Linked DNA regions of Sus scrofa: region 2 is linked to region 1. The links are chromatin contacts, called in public HiChIP or PLAC-seq maps. All regions are on one chromosome and are shown on one strand. Each heading gives the region's core, a stretch centred on a gene start, on an enhancer-like site or on the middle of the called end of the contact. The rest is flanking DNA. Distances are from core to core; before and after follow the strand shown. Region 1 has its middle 14 kb from the start of FRY. Region 2 holds the start of LOC106507937.

What was found. HiChIP or PLAC-seq counts read pairs in DNA pulled down with a chosen protein or histone mark.
Region 2: a contact with region 1 is called in an H3K27ac HiChIP or PLAC-seq map of alveolar macrophages. The contact joins the promoter of LOC106507937 here to the enhancer-like site in region 1. A contact is called at or near these places in 6 of 47 Hi-C or Micro-C datasets (blood, embryonic fibroblasts, heart right ventricle and 3 more) and 1 of 2 datasets of contacts at active chromatin or transcription factors (alveolar macrophages).

What each region holds. Positions count from the first base shown.
Region 1 is chr11:8,502,522-8,506,705 of Sscrofa11.1, reverse strand. No RefSeq gene overlaps it. Among named protein-coding and RNA genes, the nearest start is that of FRY, 14 kb to the left of the region's middle. Within about 2 kb of position 2,230, at least 11 of the 83 cell types and tissues checked have an H3K27ac peak or open chromatin away from gene starts, as enhancers often do. A contact at or near this core is called in alveolar macrophages and subcutaneous adipose tissue, where this site is marked.
Region 2 is chr11:8,642,195-8,646,378 of Sscrofa11.1, reverse strand. LOC106507937 reads left to right here and starts at 2,056. Exons shown (of 3, transcript XR_002336484.1): 1 at 2,056-2,514; 2 at 3,052-3,860. The region is part of intron 17 of FRY (protein furry homolog); the gene reads right to left.

The DNA.
Region 1 (4,184 bases), core at 981-3,480:
GACGATACTGATAACTGAAGAATATACCATTTTTTAGTTCGAGGTTAATTTCAGTTAGAGGTTCATAAGCCTGTGTCATCCCCCCCCCATAAGCCCACAACCCCCTCCATTCTATGGAGGACCTGCTCCCATCAGTCCTTTGTCCCTTTCAATGGACGTTTCTCTACCCAAACATCCTTTCTCCCAAACACCATCCCTTGCAGGAGAGGTCGGTTTCGGGATTCTCTTCAACATGGTCATAAATTATTGACGTGCACGTGAGAAGCTCTTCATGTGTTCCTCTCAATTCTGCTTTTCTCTCTCTCCTGCCACGGGCTCTTTCTGTCCTCCCCGCTGCCCTCTTCAGTATCTTCCTCTACTATGAAGTTGTCAGGTGGTATATAAAGAATGGAACCCAACAAGAGATGGAAACAACAGTATCACCGGACTTTTCCTAGAAACCCTAGGGCCCACACGCACCGACATCCTTGTCACTGGACCACGGAGGACTGTGTCATCAGAATCCTCACACTGCCAAGGGCATGCGGCACCACTCCTGTTGGCGTGCGACCTAAACGGTCCATGTTTGAGACTACACCGTACAAAATGCCATCGTTGTGCGTTCAAATTAGCTCCCCCCCCAAACTTGTGTATCCATAAGCTTATGAAGGACAGCCTAAATTCTTTGAGTAAACAAGGGGAGAGGAGTTATGTTAGATTATTTACACTTAAAATAGGACTTTGATCTTAAGAGCTAATTTAATTTTTAAGATTTCGTTTGGCTCTGTGTTGTGGAACGCATTTGGTGGATCAAAACTAATAAAATAGAACAGGAAGGTTGCATCCGAGTATACTGTGCCGTATTAAGGCTGAGCGCTGTCTCATCAAACTTCTGTTTTATGTAAATATATAAACAGATACGATGTAGACATATATGTTACACAAATACATACATACGTGAATAATGTGTTGCAATGTAAAGTATTTTTCTCATTGTGCGTCAACAGTCAAAAAAAATGTGAAAATCCTATACCCTGCTGGTGAGACTGCAAATGGGCTCAGCTGCTGTGGAAACATTTAACAGATCCTCCAAAAGTTAAACACAGAATTACCAAATGACCCACTTTATGTATACACCCACAAAGAACTGAAAACAGGAACTCAAACAAAGGTATGTACATCCATGTTCATAGAAGCACTACTCCCAACAGCCAAAAGATGGCACAGCTCAAATGTCCATCAATGGTTGAAGGAATGAACAAATTATGGTCTATTCATACACTGGAATATTATCCAGCCATAAAAAGAACTGAAGTACAGAGACACGCTACATGGATAAGCCTATACTAAGAGAAGGAAGCCAGACATAAAGGTCCCATATTGTATGACTCTCTCTTTTTTTTTTGTCTTTTTGCTATTTCTTAGGCTGCTCCTGCGGCATATGGAGATTCCCAGGCTAGGGGTCTAATCGGAGCCGTAGCCACTGGCCTACACCAGAGCCACAGCAACGCGGGATCCGAGCCGCGTCTGCAACCTACACCACAGCTCACGGCAACGCCAGATCCTAACCCACTGAGCAAGGCCAAGGATCGAACCCACAACCTCATGGTTCCTAGTCGGATTCGTTAACCACTGCGCCACGATGGGAACTCCAGTATGACTCTCTTTTTAAGAAACATCAGAATATGTAAATCCATAAAAATACAAGATGCAGATCGGCTGTTGCCAGAGTGGGGAGATTTTACTCCCTTAATGGTTAAGGATTTTACTCTGGAGCAATGGGAATGTTTTGGAACTAGATGGAGGTGATGGTTGCACGCCATTGTGAATGTCACTTTAAAATGACTAACTTTATGTAATACTAACGTTGTTTCAAGAAATTATTTAAAGGGGGGGGGGGAATTGGAATGCCCTAGCTCCAAAAGGCTTGTTCTTGGGTCTATTTTTCTACTTGCATGGTGATCACTGGTGGTGCTGCTACATCGCCACCTAGTGGTGAAGGCGATGTCTGTCTGGAATTGAGGATACATTGCAGGGGGTTCAATGTTTGAAGCAAGTGAAGACCCAAGCCCTTAACTGAGGCCTCTACTTCACCAGTGCCCAGAGATGCACAGCGATAACCTTCAGCCCTCTTGAGCTTTAGACAGGGAAGAAGGACTCTTTCCAGTCCTGGCCCTGAAATAGTTCTCAAGAAGTCACTGAATCTGAGATTTGTCTGTGAACTGGGACCAGCACACCAGGTTTACTCTAAGGGTTCCTGGAGCATAGAGAATGCCCGTAGCAGGGAAAGGCTCACCAAGGGTGCGTTCCCTTCCCCAGCCTTCATCGTTGCTAAAGCTATTTGGGATGGACTTGTGAACCCCAACGAGATGAGCTGGACCTCTGAGGGGGCTCCCCTGCTTCAGATTGCCATTGCAAGAAAAATTAAGAGGCTGGCTGTCTGGAGCAAAGAGATGGATCTGGAGAGTATGAGTACAGGACCCAGAGCAAGAACTACACAAATGCGAAGCCCAGAGGTGAAAGCAGCAGGACCTGATCTAACAGGACAGGAAGAGGAAAGGCAAGATCTAGCAGACATTTGAGTCACTGCCACAAATGTTGGCTGGAAGTTCTTAATCATTGGGGGCGGGGGGCAAAATACACAAGGCAAAGTATTGGGGTATTTTTGCCAGTGGGTTTGCATGAAAGAGTCCACCTTCACAAAGTGTTCTATAAAACTGGAATGGAAGGCCACGGAACTGTGAGATGTAGTTACAAAAACCACCAGAAAAGACAGACACGCAATTGTGGGCTTTTCAAACAACAAGGCCGAAGGCTATCGGCAGCTCAAAGGGTCAAATAAGAACGTGGAGGAAGGAGGGTCGTGAAATGAATTCGAAACAAAACTGGGAAGAAAACTTACCAGGGCAAAAGGCACGTTTCCCATGGCAGAATATTCAAGATTTGTAAGGAAATGTCTCAAAGTGGTGTCATTTGGCTTCAGAAAACCACAGGAAATGAAAGCCAGACACTCTAAATACTCTTGAGAACGGGATGGGTGGATAGGGGATCGGCAGAAAAGAAAGTCCTGCCCGTGGGTTCGAGAGCCAGGGAAGCGGGGCTCCCCTTTCTGCAGCTGGCCTTTCTTGCTTCCTGCCGCCCCCTTCTCGGGGATGACTTTGCTCCTGTTTTTCTGCCACCAAATCCCCAAAGCCCCCGTCTCCTGTTAGATGGAGGAACTGCCTCTTCTGACCCCTTCTCGCCTTGCTGCTGGGCCCTCACTCCCCTGCTCTCTCAGCCTTTTTCTTTCTGTGAAGCCTTTCCCATTTTCTTCTTTTTTTCTTTTTCTTTTAGGAAGTTCCTAGGCTAGGGGGTCAAATGGGAGCTGCCGCTGCTGGCCTACGTCACAGACACAGCAACACGGGATCCTTCATCCACTGAGCGAGGCCAGGGATGGAACCCGCATCCTCATGGGTAGTAGTCAGGTTTATAACCTACTGAGCCACAGTGGGAGCTCCCTCCTGTCTTTATTCAAATGTTGAATGACTTTCCTCTAACAAGCAAACCACAGACAGTACAAAAACCCTCCTTTTGAGCCCACATTTCCTACCATTTTCTACCTTAGCATCGTTGCTCCCCGTCTCAGCCCAGCTGCCCTCACTCCTCTCCCCCCTCCGCCTCCTGCCTCCCCTTCGGCCAGTTCCAGGCTGTCTTCTGCCGCTCTCCCACTGAGGTGCCAGGAGCCTCCAAGGAGCCCATGGGCACTTCTCCGTCTTTTATTTATTTATTTATTTATTTATTTTGGTCTTTTTGCTATTTCTTGGGCCGCTCCCGCGGCATATGGAGGTTCCCAGGCTAGGGGTCGAATCGGAGCTGTAGCCACCGGCCTACACCAGAGCCACAGCAATGCGGGATCCGAGCCGCGTCTGCAACCTACACCACAGCTCACGGCAACGCTGGATCCTTAACCCACTGAGCAAGGGCAGGGACTGAACCCGCAACCTCATGGTTCGTAGTCAGATTCGTTAACCACTGCGCCACGACGGGAACTCCTCCGTCTTTTATTTAAATGGCATCTCAGCAGCATCTGCTGCCCTGACCCCCTCCCTCCTTCTCAAACTCTCCTGGTCTTGCAGGTTGGCCCCGCCTCATCTCCAGTCCTCCCCCGCCCCCCCGCCCCGATTCTCTGGCCACCTCGCCCTCCTCCCTTCAAGGTCTAAGCAGGG
Region 2 (4,184 bases), core at 807-3,306, 140 kb before region 1:
GTGCCAGTGTCAACGGGCCCGAGGCCCCACTTGGAGCGATCCAGGCTGGGTGCGCGGTGCAGGCGTTTCGAGTAAGGAAGGATGTGGGCAAAAGGGGGAAACCCCAGACCTTGACCACGGCCACCTGCTTGTTGGCCAGAGGAGACCAATGACTTCGATGAAAAAACCCTTTGGTAAAGGTGAGCTCAGATTCAGATGGAATCTGCTCAGTTGCTCTGAATAATTTTGTGGCTAGGGTTGCCTGGATGAAAAGGGAGTGATTTCCAATTCACAAACTCCAACCAGCAGAACAGGTCCCTTGAGGGGAACAGCCTCCCCTCGGCTCAGGCAGGATCAACACAACGTTGCCAGGCAGAGGTGAGGGACTTGCTGCCTCCTGATGTCACCAAGGGCAGCAGGGGGAGATATGGCTTTGAAGTGAAGGGCTGGAGACAAGGGCTTCCAGGAACAGAGACTTGCTGACAAGAAGGATGTTAGCTTCGGGAATGATCACCAGAAGGGGTAGAAATTTCTTCTCTGTAGGTATTCAAGACGGAGTTTCCACCTACTTACAGGGTTTTGAGTTGCAGCTCAGTTAAAGAAATAAGATGACGTGGTTTATTAAAGCAAGATACGCAGCTGAGTCGAGTCTATGGTTCTCACTCGGCTGCTCTACACAGCCAGCTGCCCTCCACTCTGCAGATGTAGGCTGACGAATGAATGCTCAATGGTAAGTGATAAATATTATTCAAACACCACAGACAACTGTGGAGCTTTGCATGTGTTACCTCAGAGAGTTCCACAATTTGTAAAGAAACACTGCATGAAATGTGTTCATCTGCCATTTTGCATAAACCTGATGACATCTGTCACTTCCATTTGGCTTCAGGAAAAAATCTGTAAATTCGGGCAACTGACTTTGCTCTTCTGAAGTTCAATCGCCTAGTCTGAAAATAGGAATGAATACGTGCCCAGCTTTCCTAACACGATGTCTATGCAAAGGCATTGTACCTCATGGCATAATATGCGATTCAAATTTAAAGACGCCTAAAAATAATAACGAACATTTGCTGAGAGCTTACTGTGTTCTAGGCACTTTGCTAAGTGATTTATGTGCAATGTTTAATTTGCACAACCCTACGACAAATTTTCGGAAGGAGGGTTCATAGGGAACCGCCAATGCTTTGTGCCTGTACAGGAGAGGGCAGGAGCCTGTCGGGGGAGAAGGTCCTTCCTGTGGTCAAGGATAGCGCAGGAAGCATTTGGGAGAGAGGAAAAAAAGATGGCAGGAGCCGAGAAGAGAAGGGAGCCCTCCTTCTTCTTTTGTTCTGTGAACCACTGTTATGTTCAACTTACTAATACAAGCCTAAGGGGATTCAGCCAATCCCTGAACTGGCTGGGGGCCGTCGCCTGGGACCAATCCTTGAAATTCCTTATTCAGGAAAAAAAGGGGGGAGGCGGAGGGAGAGGGATGGACTGGGAGTCTGGGGTTAGCAGATGCAAACTATTGCAATTGGAGCGGATAAGCTATGAGATCCTGCTGTCGAGCACAGGGAGCTGTATCCACTCACTTGTGAAGGAACATGGGGGAGGATGATGTGAAAAAAAGAATGGGTGTATATATATCTGTACGTATACACACACACACACACACACACACACACATACATAATATAGATATAACCGGGTCCCTTTGTTATACAGCAGCAATTGACAGAACACTGTAAATCCAGTATAATAAAATTTTTTTTAAAAAGAAACTTTTTATTCAGGAAACTGAGCTGTGACGGACGGGGAACCCACACCAACTTTGATCTCATTTTGTCAATGATGAAGAAAACGAAGTTTCTTCTCCAGTAACAATGTACCGTGGATGTGGCCGGGAAGAGTCTGACATAGAAGCTCTCCTGTCTCCAGGGTGTGGTGGCAACTGCATCCACATGTGACTGGCCTCGGGGGAGTAAAGCGACTCAAGACGTGAAACCCACATTCATGGCTATTCGATTTCTGCGCTTTTGTCCTCCACCCTTGAGATCGGAAGGGGCTCAGGCTCCCAGGGTTAACAGCCCTGTGCGAGGGCCAGCTCGGCCAGTGATCCCGCCAGGAGAAGGGCCTCTGGCTGCTTCAGATGCTTGGGAAAAAGGCCTCTTCACAGGCTTCCCATATAAGGCCAGTCATCTTCTTGACTGTGCCCTGAGACTCCAACTCTCAGGATTATTTATTTGTCCTTCCCCCTCATAAAACCGGTCCCCAGCGCTGGGGGCTTTGTGAGAATGTACGTGATATGGAACACGACACGCTATAAATAGCGCTGCCATTCCAATCACGTCTGACCGAATGCCCTCCCCACCGCCGGGCACCCCGGGCTGCAGATCCAGGCGCCGCTGGATGAGGCTGTCGGGGCCGCTGCAGAGGTCTGCATCTCCCACGGGGATCTGCTGCAGGAAGGGGGCTCTTGTCTCACACTCGGAGATGAACTGTGCCCACCACGGGAGAGACTTGATTGGGAAGGAGCGCCCAGGCAGAGAGCAGCGGGTGAGGGGGCCCAGGAGGACCGCTCTGCCAGGGGCCTCTCGGTCTCAGGGTGGATGCAAATGGGGTTAGTTTCTGTCTCTGGCCAACTGGCCTGCTCAGCCCATACTTGGTCTGGCCCAGGGTCCTTCTTGGTGGTGTGGGCATCGCTCCGCCAAGATGGATTCCAGCACCGAAGATTCTGGAAGGTTGGTTATCTCCTCCCTCCTATTGCCCCCTCCCCAATTCTCCAGGTGAGTCTTCAGGGCAGCATCAGGTTCGCTACCAGGGCCTCCTGTTTTGAGACAACGCATGCAAGCGGCTATACTGTGTATGGCCAAGGGGGGTGGCTTCAATTAATGGTCCCCTGATAGATTCACAGCCAGAGAGCATTAGAGACCCGAGCAGAAGGCTGCATGACCTTCAAAACACTTAGCATTTCAAAGCGTTTAGTTACAGAATCATCGCCAGCCAATGAGAACGTCAAGGAAATAAGTGACCTTTCCTTCCTCTTCAGTTTAACCCATGACCGTCTTTCCCTGCTGTCACATTTTCCCTCAGATTAACCCAAGGGCTGTGTCTACTGCCACTTTAGCCCTGGCAACCAGCTCAAGAAACAGGCAGTACTATTCCAGCTTCACCAAGAGAAGAAGACAGGCTGAGGAATTACATGACGTGTCAAGATCACATGGCCAGGAAAATGGCAAAGCAGGGAAGCAAAATTTGGGATTTACTCCCACGGCGGGGGGGGGGGGGCACCTCCTCCGCAACTCTGCCGGCGCCTCCCCTTCTCGGATGGTGGGTCTTCGGCCCCGCAGTGCTCACTGCCACAGCCAACCCGTTCACCAGGCACCCCCTCTGGGACCCGCCTGTGGTCCCACCCTCCCGCTGCTGCCCATGGCTGCTCCTTCCCATCTCTGGGTAATCCTGGCGCTCGTCTCATGGCTCTTCCTCATTCTCCACATTTCTCCCATGACTTCGCCATCATCCTGGGAGACTCCGTGTTGGCGTGGATGATGCTTGATAGCGTCTCAATCTCTCTATGCCTCTGCTTCCCGCCTCCCAAATCACCATGTTTATTATCCACGGGGAATCCACCTGCTGCTCCTCCGTCAATCTTCTCCTCCCCCGGCCCTGGAAGCCCCTTTGTGATCCAGGCCTGTGTTCCCTCTTTGCTCACTGCGCCCCTATTTCTGATGAAGGCGCTCCAGGCTCACGTTCTGGTGGCTGGGCCTCAGCAAACGCCTAGGATGCAATCTGTTTTCAGTTTATCTTCTTCTTACAGTATGTCCTAGACATGCAACAGAAGAAAGAAGGACCCGTGGCCTGGAGGTGGCTGCTTAGAGCAAAGAACAGATGGCAGGTTACAGGTAACACACGTCGGCGGAAGGGTAGACGGCTGTGGCTGGAGAACGGCAAGGCTTGACACAGTGGTTATGCAAGCAGGGCATGTTCCGTAAAGCTCACGAGCCAGCACCATCCTGGGCTAGTGCCCACGGGAAGAAGGAAAGCAGTGAAGCGGGTGGGGCTGGACAGTGGCTATAAAGCTATTAACAGACGGCCAGAAGTGATCAACACAGGCGTCCAGACGGGCTGTGCAGAGCGGGACACATCAGGACCACAATCACTGGGACACAGCGCTCCCCATGGGGACACTCAGAGCCACCGGAGGCCACCGGGTGATCGGCAGGGCT